2 separate regions of the Pan troglodytes genome follow, and region 1 is linked to region 2. The links are chromatin contacts, called in public HiChIP or PLAC-seq maps. All regions are on one chromosome and are shown on one strand. The core of a region is the stretch at or near the end of the contact, and the rest is flanking DNA. Distances in the headings are between cores, read along the strand shown.

What was found. HiChIP or PLAC-seq counts read pairs in DNA pulled down with a chosen protein or histone mark.
Region 1: an H3K4me3 HiChIP or PLAC-seq map of stem cell-derived excitatory neurons shows a contact between it and region 2, with 9 times the contacts expected there. The contact joins the promoter of AFF1 here to the promoter of MAPK10 in region 2. A contact is called at or near these places in 2 of 7 Hi-C or Micro-C datasets (blood and stem cell-derived neural progenitor cells) and 1 of 1 datasets of contacts at active chromatin or transcription factors (stem cell-derived excitatory neurons).

What each region holds. Positions count from the first base shown.
Region 1 is chr3:88,270,774-88,278,487 of NHGRI_mPanTro3-v2.0_pri, reverse strand. It overlaps AFF1 (ALF transcription elongation factor 1), which reads right to left and starts at 5,197. Exons shown (of 21, transcript XM_054683810.2): 1 at 4,517-5,197. It overlaps C4H4orf36 (chromosome 4 C4orf36 homolog), which reads left to right and starts at 5,315. Exons shown (of 5, transcript XM_024356166.3): 1 at 5,315-5,400; 2 at 6,091-6,228. The coding sequence starts at 6,164.
Region 2 is chr3:87,970,191-87,978,046 of NHGRI_mPanTro3-v2.0_pri, reverse strand. MAPK10 (mitogen-activated protein kinase 10) reads left to right here and starts at 2,912. Exons shown (of 14, transcript XM_054683823.2): 1 at 2,912-3,106. It overlaps PTPN13 (protein tyrosine phosphatase non-receptor type 13), which reads right to left and starts at 3,166. Exons shown (of 45, transcript XM_063808935.1): 1 at 2,230-3,166.

The DNA of each region.
Region 1 (7,714 bases), core at 3,948-6,447, 300 kb before region 2:
ACTTCTGCCTCTAAGAAGAGTAGAAAAGTCTACCACTAGCTGCAGCCATTATTGTCTGTTTTGGTCATGCAATAATGTGTCTAAGGTATAGAAACCCACTCTAGAGCAACCAAAATGGGTGAGTGGATGAATGTTTTTGTAAGGATACAATGGGAGTTTTATGGATACAGGAACTGTGGCTGGGTGAGAGAATCCAGAGAACTTAAAGGAGGTAGCTCAGGAGTAAAACTGACCTGGGTTCAAATCTGGCTCTGCAACTTACTAGTTGTGTAATCATAAACAAGTCACTTTTATAGCCCTTTATGTATGTATGTATTTTTTCTTTTTTGAGACAGAGTCTCACTCATTCACCCAGGCTGGAGTGCAGTGGTACGATCTCAGCTCACTGCAACCTCCACCTCCCAGGCTCAAGCGATCCTCCCACCTCAGCCTTCTGAGTAGCTGGAACTACAGTTACGTGCCACCACACCCTGCTAATTTTTGTATATTTTGTAGAGATGGGGTTTTGCCATGTTGCTCAGGCTGGTCTTGAACTCCTGAACTCAAGCAATCCACCCACCTTGACCCCCCAAAGTGCTGGGATTACAGGAATGAGCCGCTGTGCCTGGCCATTTTAGAGCCCTTTAAACATTTTCCCCCCTTAACTGTACTAGGGTAAGTATTAGTTTCTTCTCCCTTAATCTGTGAGGGTCAGATGCCATGTAAAGTGGCTAAGAATGATGGCTAGCATGGAGTAGGTGACCAGCAATATACTTTAAAAATGACTCCAGTCCTCTAAGCCTGGCTCATAGGAGACTCATGGGCCATTCCCAGAAATAGAAAAGATAGACACAGGAGATGATTTAGGGAGTAGGAGATGAATTACATTTTGGTTATGTTGAAATTTTCTTCTGAACAAGATAGTCCAGTAGGAAGTTCCCACAAACTGATACGCATCTAGGAGAGAAGCCAAGGCTGGCTAGAGAATCAGATTTGGGACCCATCCAAGGAGAAATGATAGTTACGTTAGTGAGAGCAGAGCCGCTGAGAGTACTGAGGCAGAACAAATGGACTATGGGCAGACATAAATTTAAGGGTGAGAAGAATGAGAGAAATAAGCAAAGGAGTGGCCAGACAGGTGAGACAATTAGAAACTAGTACAGAAGGGTGGAGAATATTTAGGGCTGTTATTTGGTGATTTTAAAGTTTGTGCAGATGTGTTGTTTTGTCGTTATCCTAGAATTGGTGTCATTACTAGAGAGTTTTATAATAGTCATTAGAAAACTGTAAGCTGCATTTGTGATTTACACATTAAGTTAAAAGAAAGAAAATGTCACTTTTTGAAATGAGAATGACGATACACATACATATATACATGTATGTCATGAGAAATTATATTTGAAAAGGGTAGTTGCGAAACTGTTTTCAAATGTGTAATCTAAAACCTTGCCCTAATTATAGTCCTGGGAGAATATGTAGTGCAGTGTGATGAGGACGGCACAAAAATCAGAATAAGGCAGTCTGGGTTCAAATCCTGTAACCTTAGAAAAGTTATTCGTGGTTGAGGTGCCTCCATTTTTTTCTTCTCTAATATTCCTAAAATCCCACCCTAAATTAATAGTAGCATTTATTGTGTGATAATTAAGTAAGACAATGTATATGAAATACATTCACCAGTACTCAAAACATAGTAAATGACTGTAAAGTTACCACACTATTATTGTTTCTGTGTTAGGTGTTGATGATTATCTTTTGCATTCCTTCTTGTGCTTTAGTGTTAACACTAGGTGGCAGCAATGCTCTCTTAACCAATTAAAAGGATACTTGCTTACTTTCTGGCATAGAAGAGATGGTTGAAGCCTTACCTAATAGAAAGATGTGTGTAGGACACCAGCAAAGCAGGGGGGGAAAAGATGAATAGAGATAGCAATAGAGATAGGTATAGAGACATCAATAGAGATAGCGATAGAAATAGAGGGAAAGAGGGAGAGAGAGAGGAAGAAATTGTAGAAAGAATTTGATATTTCAAAAGGATATACTGAAATAGTCATTGTGAGAAAAACCAGATCTCTTTTGGACATCCACCTTCTAGAAAATTGTATTATTTTAAAATACATGTGGGGAAGTGGCAGAGGCCATGTATTTTTTTGTGTTGACAATGTTAAGGATCTTAAGTCGTCCTGGATGGCAAATGTCTGTAAAGTGTAATGTGTTTTACTGTTCATTTTAATTTTAGTATTAATCTTAATTATAAAAATATGAGCATTTTCCTCTATATAAAACATTCCTTCTACAATAAGATATTTAGTGGTATCTATTGCTGTCTAATGCTATCTATTGTTGTGTAACCATTATCCCAAAAGTTGGTAGCTTAAAATGAGGAAATAATGATTTTTTTAAAAATTGAGACAGGGTCTCATTCTGCCACTCAGGCTGGAGTGCAGTCGTGATCATGGCTCACAGCAGCCTCAACCTCCTGGGCTCAAGGGATCCTCCTGCCTCAGCCTCTGGAGTAGTTGGGGCTACAGGTGTGTGCCACCACATCCAGCTAAGTTTTTTTTCTACTTTTTGTAAAGATGGGGTCTCACTATGGTGCCCAGGCTGGTCTTGAACTCCCAGGCTCAAGTGATCCTCCTGTCTCAGCCTGCCGTAGTGTTGAGATTACAGGCATGAGCCACCGTGCCCAACTATGATGAACAGTTATTATCCTATATTTTCTGAGAGCCAGGAATCCTAGGGTGACTTAGCTGGGTGGTTCTGGCTCAGAATTTCTCACGAAGTTTAAGTCAAGACCTCAGTTGGGGCTAAAGTTATCTGAAGGCTTGACTGGGCCTTGAAGCATCTGCTTCCAAGATGGCTTAATCACATGGTTGGTGGCAAAAGGCCTCAATTCCTTATGAATTTCTCCATAAGGCAGCTTGAGTGTCCTTTCAAATGGCAGCCAGTCTCTCCTAGGGTAAGTGACCCAAGAGAGACTGCAAGTAGGAAGCCACAATACCTTTTATGACCTTATCTCAGAAGTCATACACAGTAATGTCCACCATATTTGTTCACAGTGAGTCACACAGGAAATAACTAAATACAATTGTCAGGAATTTTATGCATATGCTGGAAATGGAGTTCCTGTATAAAGAAATCACAGTCTTGACCTCTTCTGGTGTGGCCCTAGACCTATTTCTACAACTATAAAAAGAGAACTTACCATGGAACCATGAGGAACTTCCCTTCTAAGGTGGCTTGTCCCCTATCTGGATATAACCTCAAATAACTTCTCTGTCTCTGTTTTTTCATCTCTAAAATAAAATCACCTAAGAAAGTGCCTTTCAAATTTTTTAGACCCATTGTAAGGGCTGTACATTGAGCCTGAGCACACACACACGTATGTGTATATGTGTATATATATATGTATATAACAGAAATGAAAGTGCCACAAAATAATACCTTCTTAACACTTATTTGTGTGATGTACTCTAATTTTATTCGCCATTCTATGCTAACTCATTTTTTAAAATTCCGGCCAAAGGCCAGGCGCGGTGGCTCACGCCTGTAATCCTAGCACTTTGGGAGGCCGAGGTGGGCGGATCACGAGGTCAGGAGATCTAGACCATCCTGGCTAACACAGTGAAACACCGTCTCCACTAAAAATACAAAAAAATTAGCTGGGCGTGGTGGTGGGCCCCTGTAGTCCCAGCTACTCGAGAGGCTGAGGCAGGAGAATGGCGTGAACCCGGGAGGCGGAGCTTGCAGTGAGCTGAGATGGCGCCACTGCACTCCAGCCTGGGTGACAGAGCGAGACTCCATCTCAATAAATAAATAAATAAATAAATAAATAAATAAAAATTCAGGCCAAAATCTGTAGTACACTGGTCTCACAGTCCATTGAGGGTTTCAACATTCTTTGTGGAAAGAAAACACCCACCGTCACTCCTCGGTGCTCACTTTTCACTGGTGGTAAAGCAGAAATGCTGAAGAGCGAGTGACTGAGTCCTCACCTTCCAGTTTCTGGGAGGCACAAAAGCACCTTTGAAAGATGGGTCAGCCCTGCGAGCCTACTCTAATTAGAAGGATCAGAAGTTGCTTGTCAGATGGAAAGGTTACTGTGTTTTATCTTTTTTTTTTTTGAGATGGAGTCTCTGTTGCCCAGGCTGGAATGCAGTGGCGCCATCTCGGCTCACTGCAACCTCTGCCTCCCGGGTTCAAGCAATTCTCCTGTCTGAGCCTCCTGAATAGCTGGGACGACAGGCGCGCGCCACCTCGCCCAGCTAATTTTTGCATTTTAGTAGAGACAGGGTTTCACCATGTCGGTTGGCCAGGCTGGTCTCGAACCCCTTCACCTCGTGATCTGCCCCTCTCGGCCTCCCAAATTGCTGGGATTACAGGCGTGAGACACGCGCCCGGCCCATCCACCGTGCCTGGCCCATCTGTGTTTATCTTTAAAAGTTGGCTTTGGAACTTGCCATGTGACTCTGGGCAGCCCTTTAACCACCCTGAACTCATTCGTCGGCTCCACAATTGGAATGAGTAGTATCGCTCTTACCTATTTCATAAAGTTGTTTTTAGGCTCACAATCAATTAGGCACTTATCACGTGGCGGAGAATCACAGGGCAGGATCTTTCATCCTCAGAACAACCCTCTAAGACGTAGAGCATTATCCTTGTTTTATAGATGAAGAAATTGATGCTTAGAGCAGTGACATGCGAAATCTTAAGGTTAAATCTTAAGTGCCAGAGCTAGAATTCCAAACCAGTTCTGACATCAAAATCCTCACTCAAAATGGAAATGTAAGCTTGTTTCATTTGACCGTAAGGGGTGGCCATCTGATGTATTCAAATGAAGAAATACGAAATCACCACAGCGTAATAACGGCTTTAGAAATTGATGCTGTCTTGCTCTGAACACGAACACCTAAAATATCACACGTGGTCTTTGAGCTCACTGCCTTCACCCACTGCAGTGTGAGAACGCTGGCAACACGGCTTCGGTTCCCCAGATGTCAGCAGCCAGGACTGGGTACATTTCTTTAAATGGCGCCCCCAAACGAAGTCCAGATCGCTTGGATGCAGCCCCCTACATTGGAAAGCGTCCTTCCCAGGAAAGGTCTGGCTTACAGCCCTCTCTGGCTGGTTGGCTGGATTCCGAGAGCGCGGCCTGCCCCGGCGCGGTTACCAGAGAGCGGACCCCGCGGGGCGCGTCTCCCGGGCCCGGCGTCCCCTCCCTGGCGGGTGGGGCGGGCCCCACAAAGCCCTTTGTTGAGGCTCCGGCGTGACGCGAGGAGCCCCAGACTCGGCGCCCGCGGCGAGCGGGAAGGAGGCGTGTGCCTGCGGCGCGGCCCCGAGGCGTGTGCGCGGCCATGTGCGCTTAGCGCAGCGCGCTCTTCCCTCAGTACCCCGGCCACGACCCTCCGAGCCCCTGGAGCCCGGGTAACCAGGCCGCCGGCGCCGGCTCGCGGGGACCCGCCACCCTGGAAGCCCCGCGCACACAGCGCATTCCTGGCGAGTCGGAGGCAGGGTGGGGCCCAGGTGTGGGAAGGAGCCGAGGCTGAGGCCGTTCCCTTCTCCGCGGGCTCTGTGGGCGGCCGAGGCCCCCACCCGTCCCGGGAACCGGTTCCTCCCGGGCCCTGCGCGTCCGTCCGGGGAAGGGAAGGGGACTCGCCCCGAATCGGCGTGCAAGGGCGGGGACGCGGGAGTGGTGCTGAGTGTTTTGAATGAGGGAAAACCTGGGAAGGATTGCTCTGCTCAAAGTGCCCGGGCCGGGGCGGGTGGTTCCTGTGCAGGCAGAGCCTTTGGTCTCTCAGCACTGCCACGATCAGACACATTTTGGCGCAGCGGTGTTGGAGCTGGTTTGGCAGGCTCAGGCAAGGGCAGAGAGTGCGACACCGAAACTTTGTCTCAGGATGACGAAACTTACCTGGCATTTTCTCCTTATTCGGTGGCAAAAAATGAAAAAATGAGTTCATGGAAAAATGAAAGAGAACACGGTTTTACACTTGGGGTTCCAGTTCAATGAACACTTATTAAGGACTTTCTGACATTCAGAATTTTTTTTTCTATTATTTGGCTACAAAATATTCACGTGAGAGGCATTAATTAGGTGCGTTGCCATCATTTCAGGTAAAGTGAACAGAGTTATCTGTGACATTCCATCAGGCACCTATGTAACGAAATCATACCGTAATAACTCACCATGGCGTATGGAGTGCCAAGAAAGAACACAGTGAAAACCATTTTGCGGGGCAGTTGTTATAATGTGTAAGTATTATTATTATTTTTTTTAAAATCAGGGTAAGCATTGACTGGGGTGGGGAGTGTCTTTGTTAAATAAAAGGACTGGACACTCTGTGCTCCCCATGAGATACTGGGCTATGTGAAGTATTTTCAGGTGTCTGGGATCTGATTTTTTTTTTTTTTTTTTTTTTTTTTTTTTTTGGCAACTGCTTTTATAAGTTAATTATCTTACTTGGTCTTTACAACACAACAACACTTTCAAGTGAGAAAACTGAGGTTCAGAGAAGTTTGATCAAAGTCACAGTCCTGTAGTAAGGAAATGCAAAGGCTAGACTTGGAGTCTTTTTGTTCCAAGACAGCATTTTCTGCTTCCACCCACAACTTTAAAAAAACTTTGTTTAGATACTCCACGTCTACCAAAAAAATGCCCTGGTGTCAGATGTATCTTAACAGAGCACCTAATTAGCTGGTACAAAGGGTCGCTTTTATATCCTGTATACTTTGGCAGGCAGTGGATGGACAACACATGCTTTCCAATCAAGAAGACGTGGGCTCCAAGCCTGGCCCTGCCCCCAGCTCCCTAAGGCCATCTTCTTCGTACCTTGATCTCTGCATCTGCAAGATGCATATAACAATTGACTATGCGGTGTGGATTATAAATGAAGTCGTGTATGTGAAGTACTTTCACATTGCCTGTCATCCAGTGAACGCATAGTGAGCACGTGTTGCAACCACACAGTAGTTTTACTCTGTGGTATTGTAGTGCAGTCTTTTCCTTTCTTAAACGTTTGATTAGGCATCAGATGAATTTGTCTTTTAAACAATATTCTGTGAAGTAAATGAGGATTCCCTGCGGGATTATAAAACCAGAGCTATAAGAAATTCAGAGAAAACTCACTGTTGCATTCTGTTTAGTTTTGTCAGTTTAGTATGTATTTAGACCTTGAACTATGGGCAAGTACCACTATAGTAAGTGTCATTATTATTATTATTTTTTTTATTATTATTATTATTTTGAGATGGAGTCTTGCTCTGTCACCCAGGCTGGAGTGCAGTGGCGCGATCTCGGCTCACTGCAAGCTCCGCCTCTCGGGTTCACGCCATTCTGCTTCCTCAGTCTCCCCAGCAGCTGGGACTACAGGCGTCCGCCGCCATGCCCGGCTAATTTTTTTGTATTTTTAGTAGAGACGGGGTTTCACCATGTTAGCCAGGATGGTCTCAATCTCCTGACCTCGTGATCCGCCCGCCTCGGCCTCCCAAAGTGCTGGGATTATAGGCGTGAGCCACCGCTCCCGGCCTATACTAAGTATCATTATAAACATTATATGAAGATCTTCCTATTTCTGGAGAATGACTTAAAGCACTGATTCCGTGGTTTTAATTATGCAGAATTTTATATCATGAACAATTTCTGTAACACCAGGGCTTTCTCTTTCATTCTCTCAAGAAAGTATTTGATATCATACTGTTTATAAGAATAGCCAAGTGAAGAGGAACAGAATGGTAGTAG
Region 2 (7,856 bases), core at 1,663-4,162:
AGAATACTTTGAACCACACAGAGTTCTCCCAAAGCATATTCCAAAACAAGAATATGTTGACAGGAGTAACTACTAAATGCACTGGCTTGGAGTATGGTTGTGTTTCTTTTTCATTTCAAATGGTGTTAATTATAATTTAATTATGCATAAAAATGTTTTGGGGTTTATTTAAAAATTACACCCTCTGTCAAAAGAAGAGGGTGAAGAGGAAAAAAAAGAAGTAATAGTTTATCCCTTACAGTCCTTCTCTCCAGTACATTTGGGGCTGGGCACTAAGATGAGCTGGAAAAATATACACTCCATTGATATGGGAGAAGCTACAACACTTCCCCATCCAATCCTTAACACATTAAAGACAGAACAAATCAACACCCGTTTTTCTCAATAACAAAGAATACATAAATTTCATTCATTTAAAGATGAACACCTATCATTTATATTATCTACTCCAAAACAAATGATTAGCTAATTCCCACATTCACATACCGTATTTAGGAGGCAGCCCTCAAAAACAACAACAAAAAGATGACGTAAGTTTTATAACGTGACCCCATCATAGCATTAAAATCTGACTTTTAAATTGACACTGGTTTTAATGGTGTGCGTGTATGTTACTTGTGACATGAAAAGCCATTTATATTTTTGGATGCTGGTAATCACCCTCCAAAATATAACTAGGCTTTACATGCAAGTAAAAATGGTGGGACAAATGCAAATTCAAAGATAAACCTACATAATGGTAAAGCAAGCTATCATTCTCTAATTGTAAAAGTGAAAAACACTATGAAATCAGTCCTTTTCTTAACAACTAACCTCAAATATTTTTCTGTTTTTAGTTCTAATTTCCATCCTATCCTCTCCCCACACATACTCCCACAAAGCCTCTAGAACATCAAGTAGAACACAATGTTATGAACAAAGTATAATAAACAAGATTGGACGTCAGTCAGTGCGCCTCTGTATAAATTTACTAAATCAATATATGTATGAATTTACTAAAAAATGCTCCTAGTGATATTAAAACGAGAAATAATTTGTATCTTGGCACCACTACAAGCAGCCAATGAGCATGAAGCAAGTTTTCACCTGGACCCTGCCAACACAGTCATCAAGACTTTAGGAAAATACCTAAGCTTGTTTCATAATACATGCACTTTTACTTCCCCCCCCCATCCTTTAGTAAACTTTCTAGATATAAATTTTAAAATCTTAAAATTTATAATTAGTTACCAGCGCCCTTCATCCCACAGATCAGGTGTCCTACATTTTGTTCAGGTCTTGCCTTGAAAACAAACCCGATTGCCCCATTTTCTGCGAGGGAGCTCAGCTCCAGGCAGCTCCCTATGAAGTCACCGCGTTTGTTGTTTCAAAGATGCAATTAAATGAAAATGACACAAGGCTGTCGAACAGATTAGTTGGAAGTGTGCGGTGGTGTCGATCATATACGTGTATGGCCAATGAAAACTGTATTGCTGTAAATCTCTTAGTGATATTTCTCCCCATCCTCCTCTCTCCATTATATTCACAACAGAAGGAAATTAAACTTTGTAAGAATTTTCTTGACTTTGGTTTAACTTTAGCTTCCCAGCTGTCTGCTCTTACAGTATCACGTAATGAGCAAAGCGGTGGGGCTAGGGGGCCGGAGGGTAGAGTGTTAACTTTAGCAAGCAGAAGAAAAGCAATAAAAGAGCTTGCATCAGACAGTGTCTCTCCCTCTGCCCCCTCTTCCTCTGCTTCCCCGCCATCCCACCCCCTTCTCGAGCCCTTACACATACACATTCTTCTGGGCGGCCTCTAACCACACCATCTCCACAATCATTTGCAGAAATTAGAAACAGACTCCGGGAGCCCTTCCCTTAAGCACGCACAGAGCGGAGCTGTGCAAGCACGACGGGGCAATGTCACTCCCTATTACCCCACAATCTCTTACTCCCCCTGTGGGTTTCATTCCCGAGAATCCGGCTTTCTTCCGCAGAGGAGATGGATCTACCTAATTAGCAATGGAGTTTCATCTCATTCTTCCCCACTCCAGTCACCCCACCCCCACTCTAACGTACAAAAACACCCACCACCAAAACCAAAGAAAAGTTCCTTCTACCCGGGCAACCGAGGAGTTGGGTTTAGGGACTGGAGCGAAAGCAGAGAGAGGAGGAAGAGAACGAGCGCAATGTACTTTGTTTTGCACTTCTGCACAAGCAGCGCAGAGCCCAGGGCGGCTCTCGTCCTTACCGGCTGGTCCCGAGACCGGGTCCTGCTACTGGAGCGCCGGGCGAGGGCTGCAGGGACGCGGCGTCGGGGCGGGCCGCCGGCAGCCGCCGCGGGCGCCGAGAGCCACCACCTCTTCTCCCACAAGCGGCTGCGGGCGTGGGCTGAAGGAGCTGGAGAAGGAGCCTGGGGAGGGGGAGAAGAGGAGCAGCATCTCCTCCTCCTCCTCCTCGCCTCGGAAACGCTCCCCAGCGGCGATCCCGGCCGACTGCCTGACCCCCGAGCGCTCAACGCACCCCAGCCGCCCTACTGTGCTCGACGCCTCTCCAAGAGCTTCGCCAAAACCTTCTGGCGCGGGCGGCTCAACTCCTGTAGGCGATTCTGACCGCTGCCGAGGCGGACCGGGGAGCTACGGAGCACGGCTCGCCAGCACGACGGTCTCCAGGGGCCGTGAGCATGGTGTGTCACCCTCGCCTCAGCGTGGCCGCTGGAGCTACTCGCACCACTGGGGCTCCACCTCGGGCAGCCGCGCCGGCTCCGCCCCCCCGGTCCTGTCACTCAACCATTCCCCGGCACTGGGAGGACCGCAGATCTCCCACCCCGAGCTCCCCTCGACCTCATTGGCCCGCCTGGCATCCAGCTCCACCTCCTCCCTAGGGACGAGGTCGCCAGGGAGACCAGCGCCCCGGTTGCCATGACAACCAGTGCCTTGGGCCTGGCTTTTCGCGTTCTTCGGACTAGCCAGAGGCTCAGGTTGGTGACCGAGCGGCAGAGTTCCTAGCGCCTGCAGTGTGAACTCCAACTTTTAGGCCAAGTTGAAAATGCAGCCGACGACCCCCACACTTCTAACTTCAGAATCAAAACTATGACCCTAGGGAGTGAGGAGGAGAGTGAAAAATGCGTAAGTGCTGGCTCCTCCCTTACTCTTCGCTGCCTCTCAGCCTTGTTTCTATATTCTCACGGGGCGCTTTGGTCTTTGAAAGGAAGAGGAGAGAGGAAGAGCATGGCTTTGCCAGCTCCTTGCAGCAATATAGCAACTTAGAAATTGCGGGGTCAACGAAAAAAGCCCGGTGAGTTTTCCCACGGTTGTAAAGCTATCTTCAAAAGTGTGGTGACAGCACAACGCCAAATGCCCTAGGGAAAACTCAAATTCTCATATTTTTGAAAAAAGTTTGTAAATACTTGCCTTGTTATTTTATCTATGAGACTAAAATAATCCCGAAGTTCGAAAATTTAAGGAAAAGGTTTAACATAGTCGATAACCTCCCACTTTTCTATATACACTGAAATTTGGCCAAGGTATATCCAGACAGCTATACCCCTCCTTGCTGCAAGCCGAAATATTTGAGTTTCAATAGTTAAACAAGAGAGTCTTGCTGAATTCATGAACAAATAATATCCTGTGATTTGAGTTTTGAAAGTTTTGGGTTATTCTCAGAGGTATAAGGTAAACTGGTCCACTCTGGAAAGGGTACCTGAAGATAAATTTAGTCTGAGACCCTTAATGTTGAGCCCTAGGTAAATCTGAATTTCATGGCTGGCTCCAAAGTGGAGAGATCTGAGGCTTATTTGGCTTCCCCAAAAAAAGTCAAAGCAGCAATCCTAGGTTCCCTAGCCCCTGAGGCTGCCATACATGTATGATGAATGAGGGAATTAATAGTAATGATTTATCTTTGGCGAGCACTTGAGTTTTCATTATATCATTTACTAAATGAATAACTATGATAGATATCTTCAGTCAAATATGCCTTACAAGTATGCATTGAATGTGATTACTCATAGGGCTAAACACAACGGAAAATACACAGCAGGATTTCAAGCTAAGTCCCCGCTCCCAAGGAGCTAACCTGGAGCCTAAGAAAGAAAACTAGCACTCCTGAAACAATTTGAGAACAATTATAGCTAAAATGTGCAGCCAAACTTTGAGTAGGTAGCAGCTAAGAGAAAGTTTGCTATGTAAAATGGGCTGGATTCCTCAGTTTATGGAAGAGGGGAATTTACACTGGGCTTTGATGAATGCAGCAAAGATGAGGAAAGTCAGTTGAGGGGAACAACAAAAACTAAAGAGCAGCAGCAGGGATGAGTGGTGAAAGTAAATAACAGGCCAGGCTCCTTGGATTGGAAACACAAGTGGATGATTGGAGCCCTTTTCTCAGTTCTTCCCCAATTTTTAAATGTTCTGGATCATCTATCAGGGAGGTAGGAAAGGCAGGTTGGGAAGAACAGAAACTTTCATGAAACATCTGTCTCTGTTTGCCTCTGAAAGAAAGTTCATGTATTTATTGGAAAGAAAAGCAATATCCTTAATTAATGGCTGCAATAGCTTGTGGATTCACATCAGAAAGAAGGTATAGCAAGTATAGTGTTGTAAATTTCCGCAAAAGTAGACAAACCACAGTGTTGTTAGCTTTTTTCCTTTTCTTTTTCTTCTTCGTGTTTTTTTTTTTTTATTAAGGCCATTTCAGGTGGTTGCCCTCAAGGCATTTTCACCAGTAATCCCTCTGTTTTGGATGAGCTGAAAGACTGGTTTTAAAATACAATCTGTTAAAAAGTACACACAAGGGAAATCTACAGGTTAAATTCCTTTTGGATATACTCTAAAAGACAATACTAACAAATGGAACCCAGCACTACATTACAAATAATATAACAAAATTAAGAGAAATTATTTCATGTGTATAGTTATGGCAATAGTTCAATAACAGAAAATTTTCTCATATGCTTGATTATATTAATAAGTCAAAGGAGGAAAACATTATGAGGATCTCAGTTGATGCTGAAAAGGATTTTGTAAAGTCCAGCATCATTCCCAATAAAAATTAGAATTTGTAATAATTTAAATATATATATGTTATACTAAAGCCAGCCACTTCCTTTATAACATAACATCGTAATTATTCCTATTGAAGTCAAGTACAAGGCAAGAATGTTCACCATCACATTGTAACAATAGAAACGATAGCCAATGCAATTAGATATAAAATAGAAATAAGAAATTAAGTACTGTAAATAAGTCAGGATTGTCATTTGTTTGCAAATAATATGAAAACTCCAAAGCATCAACTGAAAAGCTTTTAGAGGCAATAAAAGATAAATTAAGATAACTAGTTATAAAATTAACATACGGGGGGTGGGGCACAGTGGCTTATGCCTGTAATGCCAACACTGTGGGAGGCCGAAGTGGACAGATCACTTGAGTCCAGGAGTTCAATACCAGTCTGGGCAACATGGTGAAACCCTTTCTCTACAAACAATAAAAAAGTTAGCCAAGCATGGTGGGATGCACCTGTAGTCCCAGGTACTCTGGAGGCTGAGGTGGGAGGATTGCTTCAGGCCAGGATGTTGAGGCTGAAGTGAGCCATGATCCCACCACTGCACTACAGCCTGGGCAACAGAGTGAGATCCTGTCTCAAAAATAACAATAATAATAATAATAATAATAATAATAATAAAAATACGAAAATCAAGAGCTTTCTCATGTATTATCATAACCAATTTGAAAATACAATATAAAAATCCATCCCACTTACAGTAGCCACAGAAATTTAAGTAGCTAAAAATAAACACTAAAATAAATTTATAAAACTGGCTGGGCATGGTGGCTCACGCCTGTAATCCTAGCACTTTAGAAGGCCAAGGCAGGAGGGCTCTTTGAGCCTGGGAATTCAAGACCAGCCTGGGTAACATAGCAAGACCCCATCTTTATTTAAAAAAAATAAATACATACATAATGTAAAATATAAACAAAAGTTATAAGACATACTTTAAAAATGATATAATTTGTAGTGGACTATGATTGTGCCTGTGATTAGCCACTGCATGCTAGCTTGGGCAACACAGCAAGATCCCTTCTCTAAAAAAAATTTTAGAATCATGACAGACTTATGAGAAATAACAATGTTTGAAATAAAAAAGCAATCTACTTTTAAATTAAATACCAAGGTTGAAAGAATGTATAATTATCTTTTAAAAGTAAGTTATATATCCAGTATAATTTTTTGGGTTTTTTATTGTTGTTTTTTTTTGAGACACGGTCTTGCTCTGTTACCCAGGCTGGAGTGTAGTAGTGTGGTCACAGCTCACTGCAGCCTCGACCTCCTATGCTCAAGCTATCCTCCTGCCTCAGCCTCCCAAGTAGCTAGGACTACAGGTGCACACCACCATGCCCAGCTAATTTTTTTAAAAAGTTTTGTAGAGAGGGGTCTTGCTATGTTGCCCAGATTAGTCTCAAACTCCTGGGCTCAAGCAATCCTCCCTCCTTGGCCTCCCAAATTGCTGGGATTACAGGTGTGACCCACCACACGCAGCCTATCCAGTATAATTCTAATCAAATGTCCAACAGGATACTTTTAGGAATTTGATAAAATGATTTAAAAATTCATTTGGAAGAGTGCCATTCAAAAATAAGAAGAGTCTTAAAAAGAAAATAAATGAGTGGGAGTTACATAAAAAATATTAAAATAAAGTATAAATTAGAATGATTAGCAGCAGGCTCAAGCAGTCAACTAGGTACAGGCAAAGGGCGGGATGATGTGTATCATTCAGGTTACTGTGTTGAGAAACCTAGTTATTTCTTGTGTATCTTTTCAGACACACACACCTAAATATCCTTTTCCAAAGGATATTACTTATCTAGTATATTGATTTTTTAACTTCATAATATGTATTTTATTTCTGTTATCAGATGCTTTAGATGAGCCTAGTTCTTTTGAAAGGCTGTGTAGTATTCTCTTGCTTAGATGTAGCATAATTTATTTAACTCCTCACTTTTCAATGAGCATATACGTTATTTCCAAGCCTTTGCTATTCCTTTTTTTTTTTTTTTTTTTTTTTTTTTAAGATGGAGTCTTGCTCTGTAGCCCAGGCTGGAGTGCAATGGCGCGATCTCGGCTCACTGCAAGCTCCGCCTGCCGGGTTCACGCCATTCTCCTGCCTCAGCCTCCCGAGTAGCTGGGACTATAGGCGCCTGCCACCATGCCCAGCTAATTTTTTGTATTTTTAGTAGAGACGGGGTTTCAAGTTGAAATATATCTCTTTGTATCCGATTCTGGCTTACATGTAGTGTACATCTGTAGGTTTAGCTTCTAGAAGTAAAATTGCTAGATTAAAGAACATTTTACTTTACTTTTTTTTTTTTTTTGAGACGGAGTTTTGCTCTTGTCACACCGGCTGCAGTGCAATGGCGCAATCTCGTCTCACTACAACCTCCGCCTCCTGGGTTCAAGCGATTCTCCTGCCTCAGCCTCCCGAATAGCTGGGATTACAGGCACAAGCCACCACGCCCGGCTAATTTTTGTATTTTTAGTAGAGATGGGGTTTCACCATGTTGGCCAGGCTGGTCTCCAACTCCTGACCTCAGGTGATCCACCCGCCTCGGCCTCCCAAAGTGCTGGGATTACAGGCGTTGGACCATTGTGCCCGCTCACATTTTACATTTTGATAGACAAAACCAGGCTGCCTTCCAGATAAGTGGTACAAGTTCCAGTCATCCTAACAAAGACGGAAAGTTTGATAGCATACTGTGTTTCCCCACATCTTCACCAATACAGCATTATCAAACTGTTTTTATCTTTCCCAGTCTAATAGATGTAAAATGATATCTCATTACAGTTATAATTTTCTATTCTATTTGAGGATATTTTTCTCTGCTT